Linked DNA regions of Mus musculus: region 2 is linked to region 1. Evidence: chromatin contacts called from public promoter capture Hi-C data. All regions are on one chromosome and are shown on one strand. Each heading gives the region's core, a stretch centred on a gene start, on an enhancer-like site or on the middle of the called end of the contact. The rest is flanking DNA. Distances are from core to core; before and after follow the strand shown.

What was found. Promoter capture Hi-C pulls out the DNA fragments that hold promoters and counts their contacts.
Region 2: a promoter capture Hi-C map of second pharyngeal arch cranial neural crest shows a contact between it and region 1. The contact joins the promoter of Sh3bgrl3 here to the promoter of Dhdds in region 1. A contact is called at or near these places in 22 of 39 promoter capture datasets (the 3T3-L1 cell line, 3T3-L1-derived adipocytes, the C10 cell line and 13 more), 4 of 484 Hi-C or Micro-C datasets (B cells, CD4 T cells, bone marrow-derived macrophages and 1 more), 23 of 115 datasets of contacts at active chromatin or transcription factors (the 230-238 cell line, the HPC-7 cell line, the SCID.adh cell line and 12 more) and 6 of 9 other capture datasets (adipose tissue, bone marrow-derived macrophages, embryonic stem cells and 3 more).

What each region holds. Positions count from the first base shown.
Region 1 is chr4:133,997,813-134,003,846 of GRCm38.p6, reverse strand. Dhdds (dehydrodolichyl diphosphate synthase) reads left to right here and starts at 2,965. Exons shown (of 9, transcript NM_001362959.1): 1 at 2,965-3,122; 2 at 3,454-3,578. The coding sequence starts at 3,516. It overlaps Lin28a (lin-28 homolog A (C. elegans)), which reads left to right. Exons shown (of 4, transcript NM_145833.1): 4 at 1-517.
Region 2 is chr4:134,125,316-134,131,349 of GRCm38.p6, reverse strand. Sh3bgrl3 (SH3 domain binding glutamic acid-rich protein-like 3) reads left to right here and starts at 2,617. Exons shown (of 3, transcript NM_080559.2): 1 at 2,617-2,734; 2 at 3,265-3,432; 3 at 3,544-3,944. The coding sequence starts at 2,687. The coding sequence ends at 3,609. Cep85 (centrosomal protein 85) reads left to right here. Exons shown (of 14, transcript NM_144527.3): 14 at 1-1,492. The coding sequence ends at 71. Ubxn11 (UBX domain protein 11) reads right to left here. Exons shown (of 15, transcript NM_026257.3): 13 at 5,070-5,143; 14 at 4,844-4,984; 15 at 4,570-4,764. The coding sequence ends at 4,593.

The sequences.
Region 1 (6,034 bases), core at 1,716-4,215:
GATTCGCCTTTGGATGGATCAAACCAATGTAATCTGTCACCCTTAGGTCGAGAGAAGCAATTGTGGGGCCTTCCATGTAGAAAGTTGGAATCTGGACACCAGAAAAGGGACTATGAATGTACAGTGAGTCACTCAGGAACTTAATGCCGGTGCAAGAAACTTATGTCAAAGAGGCCACAAGATTGTTACTAGGAGACGGACGAATGTATCTCCATGTTTACTGCTAGAAACCAAAGCTTTGTGAGAAATCTTGAATTTATGGGGAGGGTGGGAAAGGGTGTACTTGTCTGTCCTTTCCCCATCTCTTTCCTGAACTGCAGGAGACTAAGGCCCCCCACCCCCCGGGGCTTGGATGACCCCCACCCCTGCCTGGGGTGTTTTATTTCCTAGTTGATTTTTACTGTACCCGGGCCCTTGTATTCCTATCGTATAATCATCCTGTGACACATGCTGACTTTTCCTTCCCTTCTCTTCCCTGGGAAAATAAAGACTTATTGGTACTCCAGAGTTGGTACTGGTCTCTCTGATGCTTAGGACGCTTTCCTGGCGCATAATCCCCACCTCGGAGCGGATTGGGAAGTCACAGGACCATTATGGTTTTCCCACTTTGTTAGGGACGAATCTTGAAAGTTCAGCCCTTGTAGCACCTCATTACTCTGGATTTTTGTTTCTAGTTAAGGCCTCTTGTCCCTTCCTTGGAAGCTGCCACATTCACAGGGGATTAGAGGCCTGGCATGCAGAAGAATGGGGCTGCCTATGCCTCTGCTGGGATGAAAGGCTGGGGCCAGGGCTTAGGGCAGGAGACCCTAATAATACTTTGTCCTTTACTCCTCAAAGCCCTTTACAAATCCTAATTAACCCTTTGCAACACCCCCAAAAGGAAAGTCCCATACAGAACCGGAGAAATTGAGGCCCAAGCAGAGTCTCCCACTATAAACCAATATTTTGTGATACAGTTTGCTAACTTTCTAGTGAGTGCTTACAGGACGATTTTTTTTCCAAAGGGAGGGGTTGGGGGGGGATACTTTACCAAAGGGAAACGTAAGTATTAACCGAAAGTGGATTAAATAAATCCTCAAACTGTTACCAGAGCAGGGGGGTTGTGACCCTTTAGCTAATTGCACCAAAAGTTAAAACCCAGCGTCGCTAACTACTAGGCTTCTGTGAGCTAAGAGGTCTTCCTGAGAAAATGGTGTTATTGGCAGAAGCTTCAGGGCTCACAAAGGGAGGACAAGTGAGAGCTGATGAATGGGCCATTCATCTCTACAGCTTTGTTGAGTCATGCACGTTTTGTGCCTTCCTCAGGTAAAGCTCGACAGGTGACATCTTACCCTGTGTCATTGAGCCTACGGGGCAAAAGTTTTAAAAAAAAAAAAAGGTTCGTTGGAATTGTGAAACCCTATTACAGATGCAAGTATGATTTGAAAGAAATACTAGTTGCATCAGATACTGAAAGTTCAGTTTTTTGGCTTGTGTGTGTGTGTGTGTGTGTGTGTGTGTGTGTGTGTGTGTGTGTGTGTGTGTGTGTGAAAGCAGAACAACTTCTTCCCTGTATCATTAAATACATCAAGAGGCAAGACAATGGATGATGATGATAATACTTTTGAGGAGGCAAGTTTCCCGAAGCCCAGTCCAGGCCCAAGTTTGTTCTGTTAGGTATCTAAAAGTCCTTCAGACTAGCTATACAGCTAATGCTTTTGAGTTCTTGCTTGACCCCCAAAGCTCTCCACAAGTGGCTTATGGTGTTTTGTTGTATGTTTAAGATTGTTTCTATTTTTGTTTAGTTTTGAGGTTGAGTTTTCCTGTGTAGGCCACGCTAGCCTCAAACGCCCTAGGTGACCTAAACTGCTGATTGCCCTGCATTCGCTGCCACCATGCTTTTTTATACTGGGCTGGAAACTGAACCCAGGGCTTCTAGCCTGCTAGGCAAGAACTCTACCACTAGGGCTCTATTCCCAAATGCTACGGATTGTGGTTTTGGAAGTCCTAAGAGTAAAGCTCTTTCTGACTTGTCCTCCTAAGTTCATTAACGTGGGTCTTCGGAATCTGCAAATTATAAAGTTGCTTTGCATCGCTCCCCAAAAGTGACCAGCGCAAGAAACCCTTCTGATGCGTTAGCAGCATTAAAAGGCGACAAGTAAAAAAACACGTCAGAATTTTTTGAGGAGACAGTATCCCCTAGATCAGGGTGACTAAATTTACTACGTAGCAGAAAAGACATTAACTAATTCAAATGGCCTCAGCCTTGAGTGCTGAGTTCAGTGACGACGTGCCATCAGTTTCGGCTAAAAGAACACTTTTAAGACAATTTTGTTTTTTTAAAGATTAATTTTATGTATGTGAGTACACTGTCGCTGTCTTAAGACACATCGGAAGAGGGCATCAGATCCCATTACAGATGGTTGTGAGCCACCATGTAGTTGCTGGGAATTGAACTCAGGACCTCTGGAAGAGCAGTCGGTACTCTTAAACTCTGAGCCACCTCTCCAGCCCAAGACAAATTTTTAAATAAACGCAGTTCACTTCCATGGTTTACGTCCATATCCCCAGCAGTTGGGGAGACTGAGGTAGGAGGACTGTCAAAATACGACATTACCGTGTCTCCCATAATATAAGCACTGCGATCATCCATAGAGAAACTCAATTTTGAGGTGGAGCAACCGCATCCTCTCTCCCTAACAAACTGCCACAACACCTGAGACCACGCAAATGCGTGGGCCGAACACATCTCGATCCCTCAGGCTCAACTCGCCTAACGTGCAGGGCTTGCAATAGGAGACCCAAGAGGTAGGAGTATCGGCTCACGTGACCTCGGCCTCCCAGGCGCTGTTTCCACGCCCCGCGAGAGCGGCCACCAATAGCCAACTCGCAAGAACTCGCACCGCTCCGCCCCCGAGTACGCAGGGGCGGCCCCGCCCACCACGGACGGAGGAGGCGGAGCCAATCACGTAGAGGTGACGTGTTCTTTCAGCGCCAAGTCGTAAGTCGCCCGGGAGTGGTGGAAAAGCGCCTTCTCCTGCGTCCTAGGTGGGGAGTAAACACAGAGACCCAGAGGAGGGGAAGCTGGATGTGGAGTTAGCTGCGGGAAACACTAAAGTCCAGCCGGGAGAGTGACCATTGAGGTAACAGATGCGGCATCCAAGGAGGGTAGTGATTGGTTAGCTTAGAGTGAGCAATGGTTTGCGGGGCAATAGAGAAGGAAGTTGTGGGGATTGACCAAGCAAGATGTAGGTACCATGATGTGGCAGGATATTTGGAAGAAATCAGTGCACGTAAGGATAAGAAAGTGGGAACTACCTTGCTCCAAAGGTCTCCCGTTGGCTTGTAGAGGCCTGAGCGGATTAGAACAGTCTCTGGATTCAGACGCGTGTTGCCTGCCACAGTCCAGCAGAGTCTCTTTAGTCAGTTTTATTGCAAGCAAGGATGACTTCTCTCTCTTTTCATTTATTCAAGGTTATCTGGCTGTTTTTTGTTGTTGTTGTTGTTCTTGTGTGATTTCTGACATAGCAAGAACTATGTCATGGATCAAAGAAGGAGAGCTGTCACTGTGGGAACGGTTCTGTGCTAACATCATAAAGGTGAGCAGTACCCCGGGGGAAAAGTTGACCTTTTGGATAGTTGAGTAGTTCATTATTAAATTGTAGCAATCCCAATGAAGTAGAATTTAGTAAAGAGAGAATCTTGAAATTATAATGTAGTTTGAAGGGCTGCATTTCTAGTATTTATTGTACTGTGTGACTTTTTTTTTTTTTTAAGGCCAATCAGGGTCTCTTAATATCATTAGATCACATAGACTGTTAGATTTTCCTTCTGGAAAACTGAATTGTGCCGTTGAGAGTGTCAAAAGAGCTCACTGGTCAGGTGCTTTCTTGGTATTCACAAGACTCTGAGTTTGAAAAAGGAAGAGAGACTGTGACTCTGAATGGGAGGGAACAGAAATTTGTCTCACTAGAGTTGTAGTTCTCAACCTGTGGGTCCCAACCCCTTCAGAGGTTGAACAACCCTTTCACAGGGTCGGATATCAGGTATCTGACATTACGATTTCCGATAGTACCAGAATGGCAGTTATAAAGTAGCAGTGCAAATACTCTCATGGTTGAAGTCAGCACCTGAGGCGCTATATCCCAGGCTCACAGCATAAGGACAGCTGAGAACCACTGCCCCAGCGTTTCCATCGGTTTCTCCTTGCAGTGTCTTCTGAGTTAATGGTTCTTTGATGGTTAAAACTTTAACCATCTGCTCTAGAGACAGACATCCGTGAGGAAAACTGTTATTTACCAACCATGTGGCTTAACAAACTTGTCTTTTTTGAGGATTAAAAAAAAGAAATACACAAAGAACGTGGCACAATATCTAGTGCCAGTCCGTTATTTATCTTAGTATGGTGATATATAGTGTACATTTAGAGTACAGAGAACAGCTTTCAGGATCGGGCTTTGGGACAAGTACCTTTACCAGCTCAACCATCAAAGGCCCCCATCAGGAGTCACAGCCATGTCATATTCTGTGCCTGAGAGAGGTTTGGATGCAAGCCAGTCAGCCTGGCTTTAGTTTTTAGATACAGACTGTCGAGCAGTGTTTTAACAGTGAATTTGCGTCAGTAAGCCTTGTATTTCCACATACCTACAAATGTCAAATAATCACAGGGAGTCCAAAAAATGAAAACTCTCTCCTTAGGAAACTTTGCCTCGTGTTGGCAAAAATAAGTGTAGGAGACAAAGGCAGAGGAGAGAGGAGGGATGAGCGTGAGAGATGGCTCATGGCTCAACGGATAAAGGTTCTTGCCACCAAGTGTGGCAACCTGGATTCGGCTCTCACAGCTTACATGGCAGAAGGAGAGAGCTGTAGAAGTCAGGCCCTGGTTCGTCCTCCCACCCTCGTGCTCCCAGAAACAAGACTCCGCTTCAAAATATATTTACAAATACCTTGGTCATATAGCCAGGCTCTTCTCTGACTAGATATAATTTAAACTATGCCATTTATTTGAGCCTACTTTGTGCCACCTGGCTGGTCACCTATACTCAGGTGCACGCATCCTGTTCATGATGTCTTCCCAGCAAAGCTCTCCCCTCCTTCTTTCCCAGAGTTCTTTCTTCTACTGACATCTCACTTTCTATTCCCTGCCTAAACAGAGGTCTGGTCTCTTAAAAAAAAAAAAAAGAAAAAAGAAAAAGAAAGAAAGAAAGAAAGAAAGAAAGGAAAAGAAAAGAAGAAAGGAGAGATAGAGATCCCTCAGTCGAAGCTTCTTTTTTTTGTTGTTTTTCCCTTTCTAAGACCATATTTATTTGTAAATCATCCCCTAAGCCATACCATCCCAACTGAAGGGATTGGGACCACAGTCTTCTTATAGAGAACGGACTCTTAAAAACTGTCTTCTGACCTCCACAGTTGCAGACATACACACACATACACACTCACACTAAATAAATAAATGTACTTAAAAAAAAATTAATGACCAAACTGATGAGTCAATCAAAGAGTTAAATCAATTGAACAGATTTAAAACGAAGAGACACAGATGGGTCAATAAGTAACTGAAAAAAAAGTATTAGTATGTGTAGGTACAAGCTAAATAAAAGTCAAAACTCACTTAGATCAGGTTAGACAGAGCTAGAGAGGAGGTTCCGTTGCTAAGAGGACCTGATGTTCATGCAGAGGGCTCAGGTTCAATTTCCAGCACCCACTGGGCCACTCACTGTGTGACTCCAGGACCGGCTCATGTGTGGGACACAGACGTATATGAGCCACAGATTCATCCATAGACAGTTATAGAAAAAACGGTCTTACCTGAGTCAGAATACGTCTTCATAAAAATCCAAAAAACAACAGGCTTTGGTAAGGACAAGAGAACCCTCCTACATGGCTGAGGGGAATGTAGTCTAGTCAGTGTGAAATTCCTCAGAAAATAAAAGGTCGATTTGGCGTGATCCAGCTAGGTCATGCCTGTGTACCCTAAAGCATCACAGTCTGTCCCCCCCAGATGCCTGCCAGCCCAGTGTACTGCTCGCTCGTCGTCACAGTGGCCAGCTTGCCT
Region 2 (6,034 bases), core at 1,368-3,867, 130 kb before region 1:
TTGAGGACTTAAGGACCAGCCTGTCAGACAGATATGCCCAGGACATGGGAGAAAACTGTGCCACACAGTGAGGAGTGCCAGGGAGGACTTAGGCTGCTGCTGCCTCGCCAGAAGGTTCCTTCCCTGAGAGTTCTGCCTTCAGCTGCTGCACCCAGAGGGGAGAGCCTGTATCTTGTCCCAGGGTTGTGAGAAGCCTGCCTGTTTTGCTGTTCTCTGGCTTTGCCTTATTGGGTTATGTTTTGCTTGTTATCTTAATTCACTCTTAAAGACTGAGTTACTAATTAACCTTTTTGCAGATTTCAACTGATAAAGTCCTCACAAGTTGTTCCCAGCTCTAACCTGGCATGAGAAGCAAACAGGCTGCTGGCCTCCCCTCCATCCTCCAGGACGGATCCATGTTCATTCCTATCCATACCTTGGTCCTACTGATGCTCTTTTAAGAGAGGCCTAAAGGGTAAAGTAGGAGTAGCAACCTTTTAAGAATTCTCAGGCCCCTTGTATCAGTCTTCTGAGAACTCAGCTGGCTTTCTGGGTTTTCTCAGGTACCTGTTTCCTCAGGGCTGTTGTTCCCACAGAGGCCTCAGGGTTATCCACCTCTCAGCAGAGCCCCTACTATGATCACTGACTTGGGGACCATGGCAGGGCTCCTCGGCCTGCCTGCTGGGCCATCTTTTACAGGAAACTCTTCCTAGCTACCCATTGTCTGTCCCTAGAACCTTGGGCATGTGGGCATGTGCTTGGGTCCGCTATGTCGTCTAGGAGTACAGACTCCTCTGTGGTTGCCTCGTGGTTCCCGGGTTGGACATGAGTTTCCCCCGTAAGAGCACAGGGTGGCTGTGGCTGCTCAGTCCTTCCTAAGGCTGGGCGCTGTCGCTGTCCTCTGAACTGTGCCTCTCATTTGGGGTTAGGAGGGTTCCCTTTTCCTGCTCTAACCTTGACAGTTCGGAGCACCTAAGATAAAAAAAAAGTGTTGAGTGTTTTCTGGTGTTTTGTGTTTCTCTAAGGCCTTTGAGCCTTAGCTTTCTGGTTTTTCTTGCCTCCCAATTTAGGGATCGTCTCAGTTGTATCTGGTTATTTGGCCAGCCCTCAACCTCCTCTAGTTTGGATCCAAGGGCCCTGTATGTATGAGGAGTAAAGTAGTTGTGGGGGTGCAGACAGGACTTCTGCTAAGCCTTGGGGCTGTTAACAGCACCATGGACCTCCAGGGCCTGAGGGGCCGCTTTGCCAGTGTTTTAACAAGTTTATGTTTTCTTATGGAGTGGCTTACCTTTCAGAGTAATCACACCCAGCTGACCATCCCCTCAGCCTCCGGGCTGCTGCCTCCTTAAAACAGAGCTTCCTGGTTGGTTTCCACCCTGTTATCGGGAGCCCAGCCTCCATGCTCACGGGTATTTTTCTTCGTAAAGTTTATAAAGTTATTTATATGACTCTTTGTTAAGTCGACTGGTTTGTATTGCCTATTTTGATTACAGAATAAAACATTTAACAAACACTCCGGTTTCCTAGTGCCTCCCAGCGTCCCCTGCCAGCCTGCCTGTGACTCTTTTGAAGTGAGTTTAGGCAGATCCAGTGTGGAGGCTCAGTCTTCCCACTTCTGCTCTGGGTGGCGACAGATTAGTCTCTGCCCACACTCCTGTGTTGCAGAGAGCAACCGCCGCCAGTTGTCACTACAAAGTTGCACACCTCTCAGAGGTCAGCAGCTTCTGGGTTTCTGTGGCTTTGAGGAAATGACTTCCCCAGAAGCAGACAGGCAGTTTGCCTCAGCAGGCAGCAGAATTGTGTTGTTCCTGCGCCATTATTTATGTAGCCCCAGGTCTACTCTTGGGGCCTATAGTGAACCTGACAGAGCTTGATCCACAGTTGGAATGGGTGCTGGACTCTCTTCCATCTCATTAGCTGAATTCTTAAAGTTCAAAGATGTGGGGTGTCATTTGCAATGTAAAGGTAGAGTTAAGTTGGGATCACCCCAAAAATAGCTGTGCCAAGGGCCAGTGCAAGCCAGGTTAAGTCGGGGCACCAGCCTTTGACTCCGCACACTAGCACGCTCGCTGTCCCGCAGCCTACTTCCTCCCCCTGGCTCCTGAAGGGTGTGAGCCGCTCCCCCACCCCCTCGCTTACAGCCACCACCCCTTTCTTGTCTGAGCCTGTTTGAGTGGAGAGGTGCTTTAGAGAAAATGTCCTGGCTGCACTGGCCCTCCCCGCCCTCCAGCGCCCCACCACAGCTTTCCCCCCGGCCCTTGCTGTCTAAGCTTGCGAACTGACCCGCCTTCCAAAGTTCCATACTGAGCTGTGCTATTAAGAGACCGGGAGACCTGGGTGGCACTGCTTTGGCCACTGAATGTACACAACCCGGGTAGACTGGGGAAAGCTTTTAACTGAACCGGTCCGCCTGCCTTCCCAGCTTTTTCTGCCTTTTAGCCGGTCCCCAGCATGGGGCTGAGGGGGAAGTGGGGGAGCCAAGTAGCTGCAGAGGACAGGGGTCCTCCCGGCTCCAGGCCACGGAGCAGGGCGGGGTCATGCAGGCCCCGCCTTACCCGCCTGCGCAGCTCATTGGTCCCGAGAGCAGTGACTCGCGGGCGGAGCAGGAAGGAAACCGCTCCCAAGCGCGGCGGCGGCAGCGTAGTTCCTAGCCGTGCAGCTGCCGCTCCCACCGTCCCTCAGTTGGTCTGTGTCCCCCGCCTGCAGCATGAGTGGCCTGCGCGTCTACAGCACGTCGGTCACCGGCTCCCGAGAAGTAAGTGTGTGCCTGGGCCGGCGCCCGGAGAGGGTGGGCCGTCTCTGTGCTCCGACCAGCGCCCGGGAGCCGCCCCCACGATGGAAGCAGTGAGGTGCGGGGTATGGCCTCCCAGGTCTGGTCCAAGGGCTGGGCCCAGCCTGAACCCCCGCACCAAGGGCCCCTCGGCATCCCCAGCGTGAGCTGCCCACGCTCATTCCCCCAGTATAGGGCCATCCATTCTCTTGCACCAACCCCCGACCGCTTTAATCCCGCTTCCTCTCCACTGTGCGGCTGTGGAGGAGGAGATGTGTCTTGTAGAGAGGGCCTGCCCCTCGCCGAGTCTAGCTTCCCTGTCATGCACAGAACTTGCCCGTCTTCTTTCTGAAACTCTAGTAGTTTACCTGTCTATCCTTGGACCCTTCCCATCCCTTAGTGGCCAGAACCTCCCCTCAGAGTGGGCAGGATAGAAGCTGTTGCTCACACCCGAAGGAATTCCTCCCACAAATCCTTCAGCTTGCCTGCCAACCCTGTCAATCCTCCGCCCCTAGATCAAGTCCCAGCAGAGTGAGGTGACCCGCATCCTAGATGGGAAGAGGATCCAATACCAGCTAGTGGACATCTCCCAGGACAACGCCCTTCGAGATGAGATGCGAACCTTGGCTGGCAACCCCAAAGCTACCCCACCTCAGATTGTCAACGGGAACCACTACTGTGGGGTATGGGGTTTGGGTTCTGGGAGGTGTTGGAGGACTGCAGCCAGGGTCAGACCTGGGCAAACAACTGGGGTGCCCTGCACCTCGACTCAGGTGACTGCCTCCCTTCCTCAGGACTATGAACTCTTCGTGGAGGCCGTGGAGCAGGACACACTGCAGGAGTTCCTGAAGCTGGCCTGAGTCAGGATGGCCACCGATCCTATCCAGCTAGCTCTTCACCAGGCCTTGTAACCAACTCCTTGTCGTCCTAATCTGCAAACCCAGACCCAGACCCTTTCCGCAGCCGCCTCCTCTTCCTCCAGAGGCAACATTCCTTATTCACCAACTAGTCTCAAAAGATTGTCTTAAGCCCTGACGATGGCTGTCCCCAGCCACACCTTGGGGCATCCTCTCTGCCTGGCCCTGTCTGATGAGCATTTCTGTTGCTTCCATCAGCCAGAGCTCTGCCAAAGGCCCCGCATCCCCATCCTAGGAGTGCCCTAGAGACAATTAAATGTCCATTCCTCTGGTGCTGACTGCTTGTGGTGTCCGGGTCCCTGCCTGGCAGAGGCAGATAGTTCTGGTGGTGTTTGGACTGTCCCAGGGCTGCCGCTGCGTGTGCGTGTGCATGTGTGTATGTGTGTGGAACACATGGCTGGCTGGCAGCACATGACCATGATGGCTGAGTCACCCTGTTTCCCATGTAGGTTCTGCTGTCTGCCTGCCTGCCTGCCTGAGGGTGGCTGCCCCCGGGCTGCCTCCCGTGTTGGAGCTGACTGATTCAGTGTAGGGGGGTGATGGGGGCGTGTACAGCTGCAGCAGTATTAGATTGGGTCCATGGGGGTAGTTGTGGCACTGGTTTTGTGCACACTCTGGAGAAAGTATCCATGTGAGCTTGTGGATCTACATGCATCTGGTTGTCTTCAGAGGCCTCGCCCCCATTGAGGCTCCCCTGACCCAGCTGAGACAGAGAATGTCAGCCCAGCTAGGGCTGGCCACTCCCTCCACTGGATTCACTTAGTACAACTTGGAGAACAGGAACCCAGGGGACAAAGAGTCAGTGGCTATGCCGGCTGGGGCTCCAGTTATAGGCCTGAGCATCTCTACCACCCCCTCCCTACAGTTACAGGCCTAACCCCTCTCTGGAGAGCCTTGTGAAGCTTATGTCAGGGGCGGCACTTTATTCAGGGCAGTGAGCCTGGGCGGGAGATGGGGTTCGACAGCAGGGCTCTGCGGGTCCGCAACAGCAGCGTTGCATTGGGAACCAGGCCTGCGGCCTGCAGAGTCACTGTATCGTCCTGGTAGACCGTGGGCGGGAAGGTGCTCAAGATCTCAAAGGCAGCTGAATCCATGTCCCTGGATGGCCAGCAGAGTACATCAGGCCAGGCCGTGGAGCCAGGAACTCCCTGCAGCCCTAGTCCTGCCCTATACCCACCTGGCCTGTGCTAAGAGTTTCCGCACGTCGCCAATGGTATCCTCAGGCCACATCATCAGCAGGAAGGCCTGCTCTCCGTTCTCGGACTTGATGCGAAGCATGGAGAGCAGAGGCATTGGCATGTCAGGTGACTCCTGGCTCCTGCAGATCCAGAGGCCTTCAGCGCTCCCCAGCTCCCTGGTCCTTTCCTCTCCGCCCTGCTCCCATCTCTCTGCCTCGCCCTCACCTCTGCCGCTCAGAAGCCAAGGCAGGTGTCTCCACTATGATCTCCTGGATCCGGGCAGGCATTGGGCAGCAGTTCTGGAAGGCAGCCATGGAGAGTGGCTGGAGCCTAGGTCTCACCTAAATCATTCCCTCCGCCCTCAGGGAGGACTGGCTCATCTCTGAGCAGGGATAGATGGGACCAGTGAGCTAAAGAGCTGAGGTGTTCTGTGTCAGCTGAGGCCCAAGAAGAAAAGAAAAGGAAAGGAGGCTCTGGACGGTGACATTGTCATTCTCCAAGTCCAGCGTGGGAAACAAGCCCGCCCAGATGGTGGCCAGGCTTGGGGCCCTAACCTAGCCTGCAGTCATCTGAAAGGGAACAGAATTGAGGACATTCCCTACGGTATGATCACCCTGACCCACAGGAATATGAAAGGAGGGGTCTAGTTGGGAAACTGCCAGCCGTTGACAGCTCTTGAAGCAAGGAAGCAAATCAGGCGGACAGGAAGGAAAAGTCAGATAGAGAGGGTAGTGTCACAAAATGGGTCTTCAATGCCAGGACAGTGACCTTGGTTTTCTCCAAGAATCCCCAGACAATGCCAACAGAGAAAGCTGTTGGGGCACATGGCTGGTACGGGAAGAAATGAAGCAGGAAGGCCGGCCCAGAAAGGGCATCTGTGAGATACTGGAGCCTAGGTATGGGCAGTGCGCTGCAGGGAGGACCTCAAGGGGTGGCCAAACTGGACAAGGCAGCAAAGGGCAAAGGAGACGGATGTCAGGAGGCATGCGGCTTGACACCCACTTTTTGGTGGGGAGACTTGGGAAGGGAAAATGGGAGTGAAGACAGAAGACAACTGCATCTGAAAGGCTTGCGGGACATTAGCCAGGCGCACCTGGGCCAAGCTCTTCCAGAACACGCGGGACCTGGGCCTTAGGTCCACAGGCTCACCCCCTCAGTTGTAGCCACCAACCAAGTTGTCCTGTGGGTGG